Linked DNA regions of Sus scrofa: region 2 is linked to region 1. Evidence: chromatin contacts called from public HiChIP or PLAC-seq data. All regions are on one chromosome and are shown on one strand. The core of a region is the stretch at or near the end of the contact, and the rest is flanking DNA. Distances in the headings are between cores, read along the strand shown.

Region 1 (2,917 bases), core at 359-2,858:
CTCTGAAGAGAGAAAACAGAACAAAGTGCAGAAAATCCACTCTTGGTCACATCGCCTCTGACTCCTGAGAAGACTCTCCGTGATCCCTAAACATGCTGAAAACTGCTGCCTCAAGTAACTGGGACAGAGTAAAACAACTGTCATAGATACCACTTACATGTGGAATCGAAAAAAATGATACAGGAGTTCCCATTGTGGCTCAGCAGTAACAAACTCGACTAGTATCCATGAAGATGCGGATTCAATCCCTGGGTTAAGGATCCCACGTTGCTGTGGCTGTAGCTGTGGCTGTGGCATAGGCCAGCAACTGTCGCTCCAATGTGACCCCCAGACTGGGAACTTCCATGTGCCTCCCATGCAGCCCTAAAAGGAAAAAATAAAAAATAAAATTAAATTTAAAAATGACACCAAGGAGGGAGGTGGTGGAGGGACGAAAGGATTGGGAGTTTGGGATGGCTTATGCCCACTATGGTGTATGGAATTGATGGCCAACAGGGACCTGCTGTATAGCACAGGGAAATTTACTCAATATTCTGTGATAACCTAGTTGCGAACGGATGTGTATATATGTATAACTGAATCACTTCACTGGACAACAGAAATTAACACTGTAAATCAACTATACTTCAATAAAATTAAAACGCACACAAAGAAAGAAACCTGCAGCTCTAACAGCTACGGCCTGTAAGCATATCCTGCAGAACCTGGGGTCTTTGGGAGTGTGTCTGGGGACACCAGGGGTGCAGGTGCCTGGGGCTGTGAGCCTCCTTTGGCCCCACACTTTGGCCTGAAAGATTCAAAGTTGACTGGATTATAGGTTAGGGTTAGGTATAAATTAGCAATGGGGAAAAAAGGGTTCCACTGTGTAAACAGGTTTTTTACAACTGTTTCCCTTATGGCCTCTCTGAGGCCGCATTTGCTGTGCACATCCTGGGTGCCAGGCTGGGTGCTGAGAACTGATGGCTGCAGCCCTCTCAGAGCCCAGTCTCATGAGGAAGACAGGCATTCATTCGTCCCAGTCACACGGACCCCAAAGAGGGCCGTAGAGATGCTGGCTGGGGGCACTGGTGCTGAAAAAGTCCACAGTGGCAGTGGCGGGTGGGGGGGTAGCTAGATGAGTCTATGCTAAGCATGTGACAGGAAGCCTGAGGCCTACAGTCTGGAGAAAGCCCTGTCCCCGGAGAGCAAGAGTGAGGAGGAGGGCCCAGGGCTACAGTCACAATGGACCTTTCCATCATGAGGACTTTGGCCTTTATTCTAAAGGAAAGAAAACCATGTGTTGCGACCCCAATAAAGGGCAGGAGCCCAGGTTCTCTTCACAGAGATCTGTCAGAACAGCAATGACCAATGCTAATTATGGGGGAGGGGGCAGGGGGCAGGAATCAAGCCCAATGGTCCTAATTTAAATCCCAGCTCAACCTCACACTGTGTGAAGCAGAACTTCTCCATCCCTTGGTTTTTCCATCTGTGGAACTTCAGTAAAACCTCTGCTTAACTCATAGGCTATGCTGTGATGAAGTGAAATAAAACTGTGGGTGTGATGTGTATGTAGTAACTGAAAAGTTTTAAGGCTTGGAAGGCCCTTGAGATCCGGTCCAAACCCTTTATGCAACACAGGAGTTAAGGGCAGCCCAGAGGTGCCGTGGGTGGCACACACTCAGCCTGTGACAAAGCACACGCCTGTTAATAAATGTTTGCTCTGTTTCTTACCACTTCCTGCCGCACTGTTATAAATTTATCTGGGAGGAATTTATATGGGAGGAAATAAAATAAGAGTTCAGCCCTTAAGCTAGCATATGCCATGCTGCTCATGTCACGTGAACAAAAACACCTAAGAGGGAAGGTGCTTCCATGTGGCCGAGAGTCAGTGGCAACCCTGTGTAAGAGACAGATGGGAACACGTCGGCCACATGTGCCATAGTTGGTTCTCTCACATTAACCTCTTCAATCCCCTTTGTCACCACAAACTCTGAGGAAAGAAATGCACCTCTGAGACCAAATTCGATTTCAACTGCCCCTCAAACTTGACTTCAGCCCAAGGCCCCATGTTCAGAGCTGAACTGAAGGCTGGATGGCAACTTCTGCTGACAGGCAGGCATGCGTGGGGGTTGGACTGACCTGTGGGTAGAAGGCAGATGACGCTGTGCGAGGGCTGCGGACAAACTCCATAAAGAAGGCCCCGTCCTGGATCAGAGCGGCAGGAAGCGACGAGGCGGCAAGTGCGAGGCGGCGGAGGGACGGGATGCGGCCCAGAGCAAACAGGGGAAGGAGCGGGTGAGAGGCAAAAACAAAAACAAGGCAGGAAGGAGAGAAACAAGGGCACATGAGGGGAATGGGAAAAAAAAGAAAGAGAGAGAAAGATCCACCCAGGAAGAAAATACCCAAATGCAAAGCATTAGCAGAAACCCACACCTTCCTGGGCAGAAAATCCCATCCTTGTGGGAGTCAGCACCTGGGTAAGAAGTTGTGTCCAAGCCCCTCAGGTCTCATCAGAGCCTGGCTGGGATGCCTGTGCACCCCTACCCCCCATAGCTCCGAACATCCTTCAGACCTATGCCAAGGGGAGAAGGCTGCAGGGCAGCTTGGTTGGGGGAGGGGTTGCACCAGGAAGGGTTCAATGGCAGCTTCCTGGCCTCCCGCCCAGCTGGGTGACCAGCAGGCCTCCTGGAGAGACGCACAGGGGCCTGTTACTAAACATGGCAGCCAGAAGGGAGAAGAGGATTCAAGGCAGGAAAAGTGCTTGCTTAATTTTCTGAGGACACCAGAAGCAGCAATACCTCCTCCGCCGGTTGTGTAACAAAATCACCAAGACTCTGAGACATACATAGTGTCAGACATGCATGCACTCACCAGGAGGGGTTCCTGAAGCTGCCTTGCCTTCCCCACTCTATTCTTGGGCAGTCCAAGTTTACTTGAA
Region 2 (2,934 bases), core at 267-2,766, 40 kb before region 1:
AGAATCCAGGGCAGTCTAAAAAAAAAAAAAAAAAAAAAGAATCCAGGGCAGTAATTGCTGAACTTAAACCTACTAACACTTGCCACTTGAGGGCTGGTTCAAGTGCAGCTGAGCTCCACCCCCAGGGTTTCTGAGTCTTTAGGTCTAGGGTGGGGCCCCAGGAGATCCTTTCAGGTCTCAGGAGGTGGAACACTGGGTGAACATGGCAGGTTGGTGGCCGCAGCTGTGGCTATACCCGTGTGACCTTGACGCAGAGGGAAGTAATGTTCATTTGGAGAAAACGTGAAATAATGCGCGGAGACGAGGTTAGCGAGGAGTTCGCCACAACCCTAAGTCTCAGGCACGCAGGTGGTATCTAATCCAGGGCATTTGCCAGGGTGTGGTCGGCAAAGGCTCCTTCCCCGGAAATCGAGCTGCAGACAGGTCTCTGAGGGTCTCGGCAAGGCAAAGGTACACGGGCTCGGCCCGCCCAGGAGTCACGACCCGTTTTAGTCTCCAAGCAGATGGGTGCCGCATCCAACCTGGAAGGAGCCACACGCCCGCCACCCTCCCGCCGGCTTGCGGGGGGGAGGGGGGGGGTCTCCGCACACAATGCGGACCCCGGGCGTGGGAGGATGGAACCAGAACGATTCCAGCGAGCGGAGCAAAAACGGATCGGAATTACACCGACTGCAGGTAGTGGCAGCGGAAACCATGAGAGACAGGGCGCCACTCACTAGGTGATTCTTTATTACAAGTTGGGGTGTGGAGAAAAGAGGGGGTGCCCCAGCCCGACAGAAATATCCAGAAGGAGAAATGTGACTCCCTCACCTTCCCACGGGCACCCTCCCTCACCTGTGGTCCGAGCTGGGATATGGCGACCCCCGACCACCAGATGGCCCGCCCGCGGGGTCACCGCCGCACCCCCTCCCTAGAAACCCCACCAGGGCCCGGCCGCAGGAAATGGCGGGGCGCGCGGCGGGCGCGGGAAGCGCGGTGTGCGGGCGGGTGGCCGCGCCCAGCGGGGCGGCGGGGTCGCCCCAGGCCTGGAGGGAGCAGCCGCCTGGTTGCCCACCCTTCCCCTGCGTCGGGCCCCCGGCCGGCCGCCCGGGCGTCCGGCGCGCTCACCGCCTTCATGGCGGAGGCCATGTCGTCGTAGCGCTCCGCCTGCTCGGCCAGCCGCGCCCGCTGCAGCAGCTGTTCGCGGTCCCCCATGTCGCTATGGCTCGGCCTCGCCTCGCGCCCAGCTCCACTCGCTTGCTAGCCCGCGCGTCCGCTCCCGGTCGCCGCGGAGGCCGCCGCCGCGCACGCGCACTGGCTCGCCGGCCCGCCTAGGCTACAAGCAGCAGGCAGCACCGATCGACCTCTCGCTGGCTCGCCTCGCGCGCTGTGGCTCGCACCGCGGACGCCGCCGAGAGAGGACAGGCGGTCACGCGGGGGGATGGGCGGATGGGAGGACGCCTGCGCAGTGGGAGGGGCAGGGCCGGGCGGCGCGGAGCGGCGCAAGTGGGAGGGGGGAAGGGCGGGCCGGCCCTAACGGTCTATTTCAAGGTGACGTCAGCTACTATAAATAGCTGCGACCACCGCCCCGCCCCAAAGCCGCGCAGGCGCCGTGCGAGTGCTGCATTTTACCACCGCAGAGGTGGAGGTGAAGAGGGGACCGCTGGGGTGGGGACTGCAGAGATCGGGGAAGGGGCCGGGAGATGGCTGCTCCGCTGGCAGCGCACTGTCACGGCCCCACCCGGAAAGGTGCTTCTGAACCCATGTTAGAGCACTAGATTGAGAAGGGACTCCAAAGCAAATAAAACTAGCGCTTGGGGAAGCCAGGAGGCCGCATGCCCGACGGGCGGTCTGGACCCGCCCCCGCCCAGTCTAACCGTTCGGCTTCGCAGGGCCACACCCAGCACTTGGGTCTGCGCTGGCAGATTAGAGTCGGTCCCGCCTAACGTCCCCCCCACCCCCACCCCACAACACATTCATTCACTGCGCCTCCACCCTAGGGAGTGGCCTTGTGCAGACTGTGCCTTTACGCGGGAGGAGGGACTGACCGGCCCGGCTGAGGCGGATAACCTTCGTGACACACCTGCTAGGAGCTGGCCCAGTGCTAGGCCTTTCCAGGCACGATCGTATCTGATGCTCACAACTCAGGCCAGTGGGTACAGCTGGCCTCTTTTTTCAAAGCCAGACCAGTGTGAGTTGCTCAAGGTTACTGTTGGCCTGTAAAGTGGCAAAGAGGAGAGTGGACCCGCTGGTCACTGAGCCAGTCCTGGCGTTCCACGCTGAGGAACCCTGGTGCCAGGCCCAGGGCTGGGCCTCGGACAAGAGAGGAAAATCCCAATAACTAAAGCATGACCAGACCTAGTATACCATGCGAAGGGCAGTGCAGGAGAAGGGGCCTGAGGTTCTCTGAGAATTTTATTGAGCACCTACTGCATGCTCAACACTGGGGGAAAGAGTAGGTGCAGAATGAGTAGGACACTCAGTTCTCTCTGTGGCTCAATGAGGTCATCTTGGGAGGGCTGGAATGCAGGTTTAATCCCCAGCCTGGTACAGTGGCTTAAGGATCTAGCACTGGATCCCTGGCCCAGGAATTCCGTATGCCCAGGGGAGGACAAAAAAGAAAAAAAAGAAAAAAAAAAAAAAGAGTTAAGACGCAGCCCCTGTCTCGGAGAAGCAGATGTCTGAATACCCCAAAGGAGGTAAGCTGGTCCAGATAATGTCAGGGAAAAGGTGGGAGAGAGTGGGGTCTGCAAAGACAAAGCCTTGGCAGTGAAGATAAAAACAAAATGGTGAGAAAGGTCGGGCAGTGGGACATGAGGTGAGGTAAAAAACAAGACTGTGGAGTGTTTTCAATGCCAGGCTGAAGATCTGAAGCATCCCTAGGTAGTTGGGAACCACCAGAGGCATGGAAGCCACATTTCAGGCCAGGAGTCTTACTTTGGAGAGTCAGATGCA

Evidence for each region. HiChIP or PLAC-seq counts read pairs in DNA pulled down with a chosen protein or histone mark.
Region 2: an H3K27ac HiChIP or PLAC-seq map of alveolar macrophages shows a contact between it and region 1. The contact joins the promoter of YWHAH here to the enhancer-like site in region 1. A contact is called at or near these places in 4 of 47 Hi-C or Micro-C datasets (adipocytes, brain, embryonic fibroblasts and 1 more) and 2 of 2 datasets of contacts at active chromatin or transcription factors (alveolar macrophages and skeletal muscle).

Annotation. Positions count from the first base shown.
Region 1 is chr14:48,502,607-48,505,523 of Sscrofa11.1, reverse strand. The region is part of intron 32 of DEPDC5 (DEP domain-containing protein 5); the gene reads right to left. Among named protein-coding and RNA genes, the nearest start is that of YWHAH, 40 kb to the left of the region's middle. Within about 2 kb of position 1,608, at least 4 of the 83 cell types and tissues checked have an H3K27ac peak or open chromatin away from gene starts, as enhancers often do. A contact at or near this core is called in alveolar macrophages, where this site is marked.
Region 2 is chr14:48,542,613-48,545,546 of Sscrofa11.1, reverse strand. It overlaps YWHAH (14-3-3 protein eta), which reads right to left and starts at 1,516. Exons shown (of 2, transcript XM_001928076.4): 1 at 1,108-1,516. The coding sequence starts at 1,194.